Linked DNA regions of Zea mays: region 2 is linked to region 1. The links are chromatin contacts, called in public Hi-C maps. All regions are on one chromosome and are shown on one strand. Each heading gives the region's core, a stretch centred on a gene start, on an enhancer-like site or on the middle of the called end of the contact. The rest is flanking DNA. Distances are from core to core; before and after follow the strand shown. Region 1 holds the start of LOC100193310. Region 2 holds the start of LOC542212 (ribulose bisphosphate carboxylase small subunit 1).

Region 1 (3,707 bases), core at 558-3,057:
TTTGCATGGAAGCAGCCTGCTTGCATTGCTGCCCTATTGGGTGTGGTCAGCGGCCACCTATTATTGAAGAGAACGTATCTGGTGTAAATGGAAGTTTAATGCACATCACTACCGGAATCAATCGCTTTGCCGAGTGCCTGAAGCACTCGGCGAAGCCTTAAAAACACTCGGCAAAGGCTTTGCCGAGTGTGGCACTCGGCAAAGGCTTTGCCGAGTGTGGCACTCGGCAAAGAAGGCTTGGCAAACAGTGCATCGGCAAAGCCTTCTTTGCCGAGTGCTTTTTCTCGGGCACTCGGCAAAGAGGTTTGCCGAGTGTCAGAGAGCACTCGGCAAAGAAAAGCAGTCGTTACGGCGCCGGGTGACGGAGACGGCGGCTTTGCCGAGTGTCCCTGGTGACACTCGGCAAAGGAGTTATCTTTGCCGAGTGTCTGCCCTGTGTCGAATGTGTCTTTGCCGAGTGTGCACCTGTGCCGAGTGTCCAGCACTCGGTAAAGTGGCTCTTTGCCGAGAGCCTAACGTTACCGAGGGCGGCTCTCGGCAAAGCCGTCTTTGCCGAGTGCCCGACAAAAGGCACTCGGCAAAGCGGCCAACACTCGGCAAAGCCTCGGATTCCGGTAGTGCATATTATACATATTAAATCATCACAACTCATTTTAGATCTATATATATTTTGCTAAGTACACCCTCTGACGTGGTGGGACGTAGTGATAGAAGGTGTTATTTGTAAATTGCAATGATTAACAAGATATGTTAGATCTAAGATGGATGATTATGATTTAATATGTGTATCATGTGCACTAAGCTTCCATGTGCACCAGATATATCCTCATTATTGAATGAGACAGGTCTAGCAGAACCCCTTGGTCGTATTGAATCTGGGATCAGAAAAAAAAATGCATGGCTGGCGGTACGAGTAGAAAACAGTGCGTGGATAGTTAGAGCATACGCGCGCGCCTCGATCAGGGGCCTGTTTGGTTCGTGGCTAACTACGCCACACTTTGCCCAAGGTTAGTCGTTCAAATTGAAGAACTAACCTTAGGCAGAAAAGTTAGGCAAAGTGTGGCAAGTTAGGTAGGGAACCAAACATGCCCCAGATGTCACACCGGCCTGGCCTGGCCTGCGAGATCATGCATGCAGTAGCAGTAGTACCCTTGACACGTAACTGTCCACCAGCTATCCCAATGCATGCGGACCACAGGGGCATGAAGAAACTGCTGCCAATCTATGGGACGATGGGATAATGCTCATGACTTCCTCTCACCGTCCATCCATCCAAGATCGACGGCCGGGGTTAAAAACGGTCCGGGTAGCTAAATGTGCTAATGACAGTGGTACGTCTAGGCTCCAACCACCACCAGAGCACATGGAAAGCAAAATGGTAGGGCCTACACCACCTCCCTCTCCCTGGATGGCTGTGGTTAGGCCACACACACACAATGTCCAGTCCAGGCACTAACTTTGAAGTAGCACCACGTACACCACCTGATCGTCGTCCCGGCCCGGCCTCACCACCAGCCTACTACTACATATTTTATAACCTGCCTCACGCCCACCTCTGAAGCCCTTCACACTTTGATTCCTCCTGTCTCTCTAGCCTTCTCCATGCTAATAGCCAGATCAAACGCATCAAGACCTCATGTTGTGTAGTACCAGCAGGGGGGGGGGGGGGGGGGGGGGGGGAATATTAATACTACGTCTCGCGTAGACGCTAGCTAGCTTAGCTAGCTCCGTCGTCGTCCCAAAAGTCCTCCTGCTCTTGGGCTATAAATGCCTGGCCAAGACACCTGCATGGTTCTCTACGCGACACACACACACCATCACTGCGCTGCGCTACTCTACTCCCCACCACCGCCGCCACCCAAGAGCTTTCCTCGCTGCACAAGAAATGGCCACGAACCATCTCTCCCAAGGGCAGCACCAGCACCCGCAGGCCTGGCCCTGGGGCGTGGCCATGTACACCAACCTACACTACCACCACCAGCAGCACCACCACTACGAGAAGGAGCACCTGTTCGAGAAGCCGCTGACGCCGAGCGACGTGGGCAAGCTCAACAGGCTGGTGATCCCCAAGCAGCACGCCGAGAGGTACTTCCCTCTCAGCAGCAGCGGCGCCGGCGACAAAGGCCTCATCCTGTGCTTCGAGGACGACGACGACGACGAGGCTGCCGCCGCCAACAAGCCGTGGCGGTTCCGCTACTCGTACTGGACCAGCAGCCAGAGCTACGTGCTCACCAAGGGCTGGAGCCGCTACGTCAAGGAGAAGCAGCTTGACGCCGGCGACGTCGTGCGCTTCCAGAGGATGCGTGGTTTCGGCATGCCCGACCGCCTGTTCATCAGCCACAGCCGCCGCGGCGAGACTACTGCTACTGCTGCAACAACAGTGCCCCCCGCTGCTGCTGCCGTGCGCGTAGTAGTGGCACCTGCACAGAGCGCTGGCGCAGACCACCAGCAGCAGCAGCAGCCGTCGCCTTGGAGCCCAATGTGCTACAGCACATCAGGCTCGTACTCGTACCCCACCAGCAGCCCAGCCAATTCCCAGCATGCCTACCACCGCCACTCAGCTGACCATGACCACAGCAACAACATGCAACATGCAGGTAAATTAAAAACACTGCTGCTCGTAACAGAACGAAAGAAAGAAAGATCTGTATGCACTCTTTTCTCATACCTCTTATGCACTGCTGTGGGGTGAACAATTGCAGGAGAATCTCAGTCCGACAGAGACAACAGGAGCTGCAGTGCAGCTTCGGCACCGCCGCCACCGTCGCGGCGGCTCCGGCTGTTCGGCGTAAACCTCGACTGCGGCCCGGGGCCGGAGCCGGAGACACCAACGGCGATGTACGGCTACATGCACCAAAGCCCCTACGCTTACAACAACTGGTCAGCACTGAACGAAAAAAAACCCATCAGAATTTGACCCGCGTCATATCATATATAAAACCATAGCTAACGAGTTTTCGAACTTCTAATACGTCAGGGGCAGTCCATACCAGCATGACGAGGAGATTTAAGATTATGCCTGCAGAATCCAAACAGCCAAAGTAGTAGCAGTAGTAGTTGCTAGCAGCAGCAGCAGCCGCCTAGTACTACTTGCACACGAAGTGACAGGATTGAATTGACCTGTACACGGGGAGAAAAAAAAAGGAAGGAAGGAAGTGGAGAGAGATCCCTTGTTTCCCGGGCAATCTTCCTTCCATCCCCGCCCCCAGAAGAATGCTGCTGCCTTTTTGCTGTTCCGTTTTTTTTTTTTAATTTTTATTTTCTTCTCCATGGCTTCCAGAAAACCCTACTTACTGTAGGGGATCTGGTAGCAGGGGGCCGGGCATGCGTGGGAGGTTTGCAGGAAGCATCAAGCTGCCAAGGAGCTGGAACGAGAGACAACAGACAGAGAGAGATGTGTGTGTATGTATGTGTGTGTCATCTGTACCTATATGTCTTAATTTGTGGGTCCGATAGAGAACAAACTGTGAAGTTGATGTGTGTGCCTGCCTGCCTCCTGAAGAAACAATGCAATATCCCCATGGGGATTTTGTTCCCTCGCTCCAGCATCTCCCTGCTTCTACTGTTCTATCCTGCGGTTCATCAGTGGTGGTGCAATGCTTTCACTTCGTAAAAGTAATGTACTTGACCTTTTCTCCGCAAAAAAAAGTGGCAATCCTGTTTCGGAAGATTATAGGGGGAAAAAAATCAGTCAATTGTATAAGAAT
Region 2 (3,278 bases), core at 97-2,596, 280 kb before region 1:
GGTTACAAACACGATTAACCAGTTGTTTTTATAAACCAATTTCTGGAAATTAGAGATAGAATCTGGCTTCTTAAAAACTAGGTTGCTTAAGGACAGGACCTTATATCAGTAGAGAAATGGTAGAATGTGTAGTCTAGAAAAATTTATGCATATTTCTATGGTTGTTGAATTATTTTCTATAATAGATTATATTGGTAAGACAAAAATATGTGGAATATTTAGTTAATTGAGCACGTAGGTACATAAGTAAGACACAAATTTAGCGTATTTACATTGCTTAGATACGCGTAATCTAAAAGACATATTTTTTTGATTATGAAAACAAAAAGTTCCCCACCTTTTGTAATTTCTTGCATACGGTTTCGCAAAACGAAAAAAATAACAAACATCGACCATAAACATTCTTTGAAAAAGAACATATATCCATGAATCGAGCTCCCTTTAATCTGGCGCTAGATCTGCATCCGCGGCTTGCAAAGATAAATGGCACATTTAGTGTGTTATTTTGCAATACCTTTCATAGTAGATATCCTTAAATGCAGTTTTAGGCATGTTTGGGTAATTAAATAACATTTTTAGGAGGAGTTTTAGATTTACCTTTCTTTCGTGATGACTGATGACAGACGTGGGGAATTCAAATGCAACTCTAGCGAAAGTTCATATATTTTTCATAAATAGCTGAGGCTGGGGTAATTATTTTTTTTGTAGAAAAATAGAATAGGTGGAATGGTTGGGGAAGGCGTAGGCGCTCGTGGACGACGCCCGATAAAAGACAAGAGGCGGAATTGCCATGAATTCGAGGTAGCTAAGTAAGGCGCATATATATGCCAAAAAATTCTACTGTCACTTTCCAATTTCAATGCGCTGCCAAACAAGCCATCCTGGAAACTGACTTGAATTCAGCCCAATTCTGTAGATCCAAACAGGGCCGGCGTCAGTGCCTCAGGTGAGAGAGCAGCAGACGATGCAAAGAGCCAAAACTGCAAGCAGACGCAGCCGAAGCCGAAGCCGAAGCCCAAGCCCAAAACTGTTTTGTCTTTGCCCAGAACCGCGACGAGCCTAAACTGCGCTTCCTCCTATCTACAAGTCCCTGGCACATCACGCATAGTCCAACCATGGCGCGCAGGCGATAAGGCGCGCCACGGGGACGCGACATGTGGTGGCGGACGCGATCAGGATAGGGCCAGGCTGGCCGGGCGCGGCCACGGGAGAACGGTGGCCACTCGTCCCACATCCGCTTCGTCCTGTCCTGTACTGCGTCCTGCCCCCAACGAGAGCCGGAGCCGGCCATCCCGTCGCACACTCTCCCCCTCTATATATGCCGTCGGTGTGGGGGAGCCTACTACAGGACGACCCAAGCAAGCAAGCAAGCAGCGAGTACATACATACTAGGCAGCCAGGCAGCCATGGCGCCCACCGTGATGATGGCCTCGTCGGCCACCGCCGTCGCTCCGTTCCAGGGGCTCAAGTCCACCGCCAGCCTCCCCGTCGCCCGCCGCTCCTCCAGAAGCCTCGGCAACGTCAGCAACGGCGGAAGGATCCGGTGCATGCAGGTAACAAATGCATCCTAGCTAGTAGTTCTTTGCATTGCAGCAGCTGCAGCTAGCGAGTTAGTAATAGGAAGGGAACTGATGATCCATGCATGGACTGATGTGTGTTGCCCATCCCATCCCATTTCCCAACCCCAAACGAACCAAAACACACGTACTACGTGCAGGTGTGGCCGGCCTACGGCAACAAGAAGTTCGAGACGCTGTCGTACCTGCCGCCGCTGTCGACGGACGACCTGCTGAAGCAGGTGGACTACCTGCTGCGCAACGGCTGGATACCCTGCCTCGAGTTCAGCAAGGTCGGCTTCGTGTACCGCGAGAACTCCACCTCCCCGTGCTACTACGACGGCCGCTACTGGACCATGTGGAAGCTGCCCATGTTCGGCTGCAACGACGCCACCCAGGTGTACAAGGAGCTGCAGGAGGCCATCAAATCCTACCCGGACGCCTTCCACCGCGTCATCGGCTTCGACAACATCAAGCAGACGCAGTGCGTCAGCTTCATCGCCTACAAGCCCCCGGGCAGCGACTAGACCGCGCCCGCCGGCCGCCCCCCGCCGGCTAGCTAGCTAGCTAGCTCCTGCGTGAGCTAGTAGCTAGTGCCATGCGTCGTCTCTGTCGTTCGGTTTTGCTTCGGGTCACCGTGTACCCTTTGCTTGCTTGGTTTCTTCTTTCCTTTTTTCCTTTTTTTTTCTTCTTTTCCCCGGCCATGGTTCCTTTGCTTTCCAGCAGTTCTCTGCTGGATGTGATGTATCCATTGTTGCAATCATGGCCTTGCATTGGCTACCTCTATACCTGCTACAAAACTACTGCAACGCCTATATATACTTGGGGTGAGGAACATGTGAATGCAAGCTCCGGCTATCATATACATGTAATATGGATACAAACTATATATATAAATCCGCCGAGGCGCCGACAATACTATACGACACCGTGTTAAGTTAATATATAACTGGTGCTTTTTATTTATATATCTGTCTCATCATATATATGCTAATTAATGGATGTGTGTCCTCTTCACTTCAATTCCTTCTTTCCTTTCCTATGTCTTTTTTGAGATCTTAAGTGAACGAATTCGAGATGTACCAACAAGCGTGATGCTATTATTAAACTGCATATATATGTATATACCTATCTTGTGGAATGGAAAACGAAATAAGCCAACAGATGCAGTTTTATGTTTACATCACACATAAAGTAGTGCTAGAACACTAGCAAAATGAAACCAGAGAAACGAATGAAAAACCAGAGAGAAAATATGTGGTACAGAGCGCACGAGTAGATCAGATGATGTAAAGTTTGAATGATTGGCAAGTGATTGTACCGGCCTACTCCCACTGTCGATACACAGCTTTACTGATGGAGACTGCAAGGCAAGTCGACGGCCGTTTTCTTACATGTACGACAAAGGCACACTGCTACTTCTCTTTTTTTTCGAGCGAGTAAAACCCCATTTCTATTATTACCATATATTTTCTATTATTACCGTAATAGAAATATAGCAGGTCCAGATACAATACAGAAGGTCAAGTAAATGCAGAGTAACTAAGGTAACTCGCAACAGAGTTTCCCTATCACAGTAGTTATCTGGTTTAGATGACTTGACAGAGGACTCCTATTACAGGCACGGCACAGATAGCCAAAAGGTAGGAGAAGAGAGATGACCTAGAGTGTTGTGAAAAGGGCTAAAGGGGTGACATACACCATAGCCACACCCAACCTCAG

What was found. A called contact is a pair of places that touch in the nucleus more often than the background predicts.
Region 2: a contact with region 1 is called in a Hi-C map of tassel, with 4 times the contacts expected there. The contact joins the promoter of LOC542212 here to the promoter of LOC100193310 in region 1. A contact is called at or near these places in 2 of 25 Hi-C or Micro-C datasets (ear and tassel).

Annotation. Positions count from the first base shown.
Region 1 is chr4:195,899,103-195,902,809 of Zm-B73-REFERENCE-NAM-5.0, reverse strand. It overlaps LOC100193310, which reads left to right and starts at 1,807. Exons shown (of 3, transcript NM_001138448.2): 1 at 1,807-2,597; 2 at 2,703-2,880; 3 at 2,978-3,480. The coding sequence starts at 1,886. The coding sequence ends at 3,011. It overlaps LOC103654372 (a long non-coding RNA gene), which reads right to left. Exons shown (of 5, transcript XR_004857900.1): 4 at 2,669-3,707.
Region 2 is chr4:196,176,169-196,179,446 of Zm-B73-REFERENCE-NAM-5.0, reverse strand. LOC542212 (ribulose bisphosphate carboxylase small subunit 1) reads left to right here and starts at 1,346. Exons shown (of 2, transcript NM_001111824.1): 1 at 1,346-1,553; 2 at 1,718-2,335. The coding sequence starts at 1,407. The coding sequence ends at 2,083.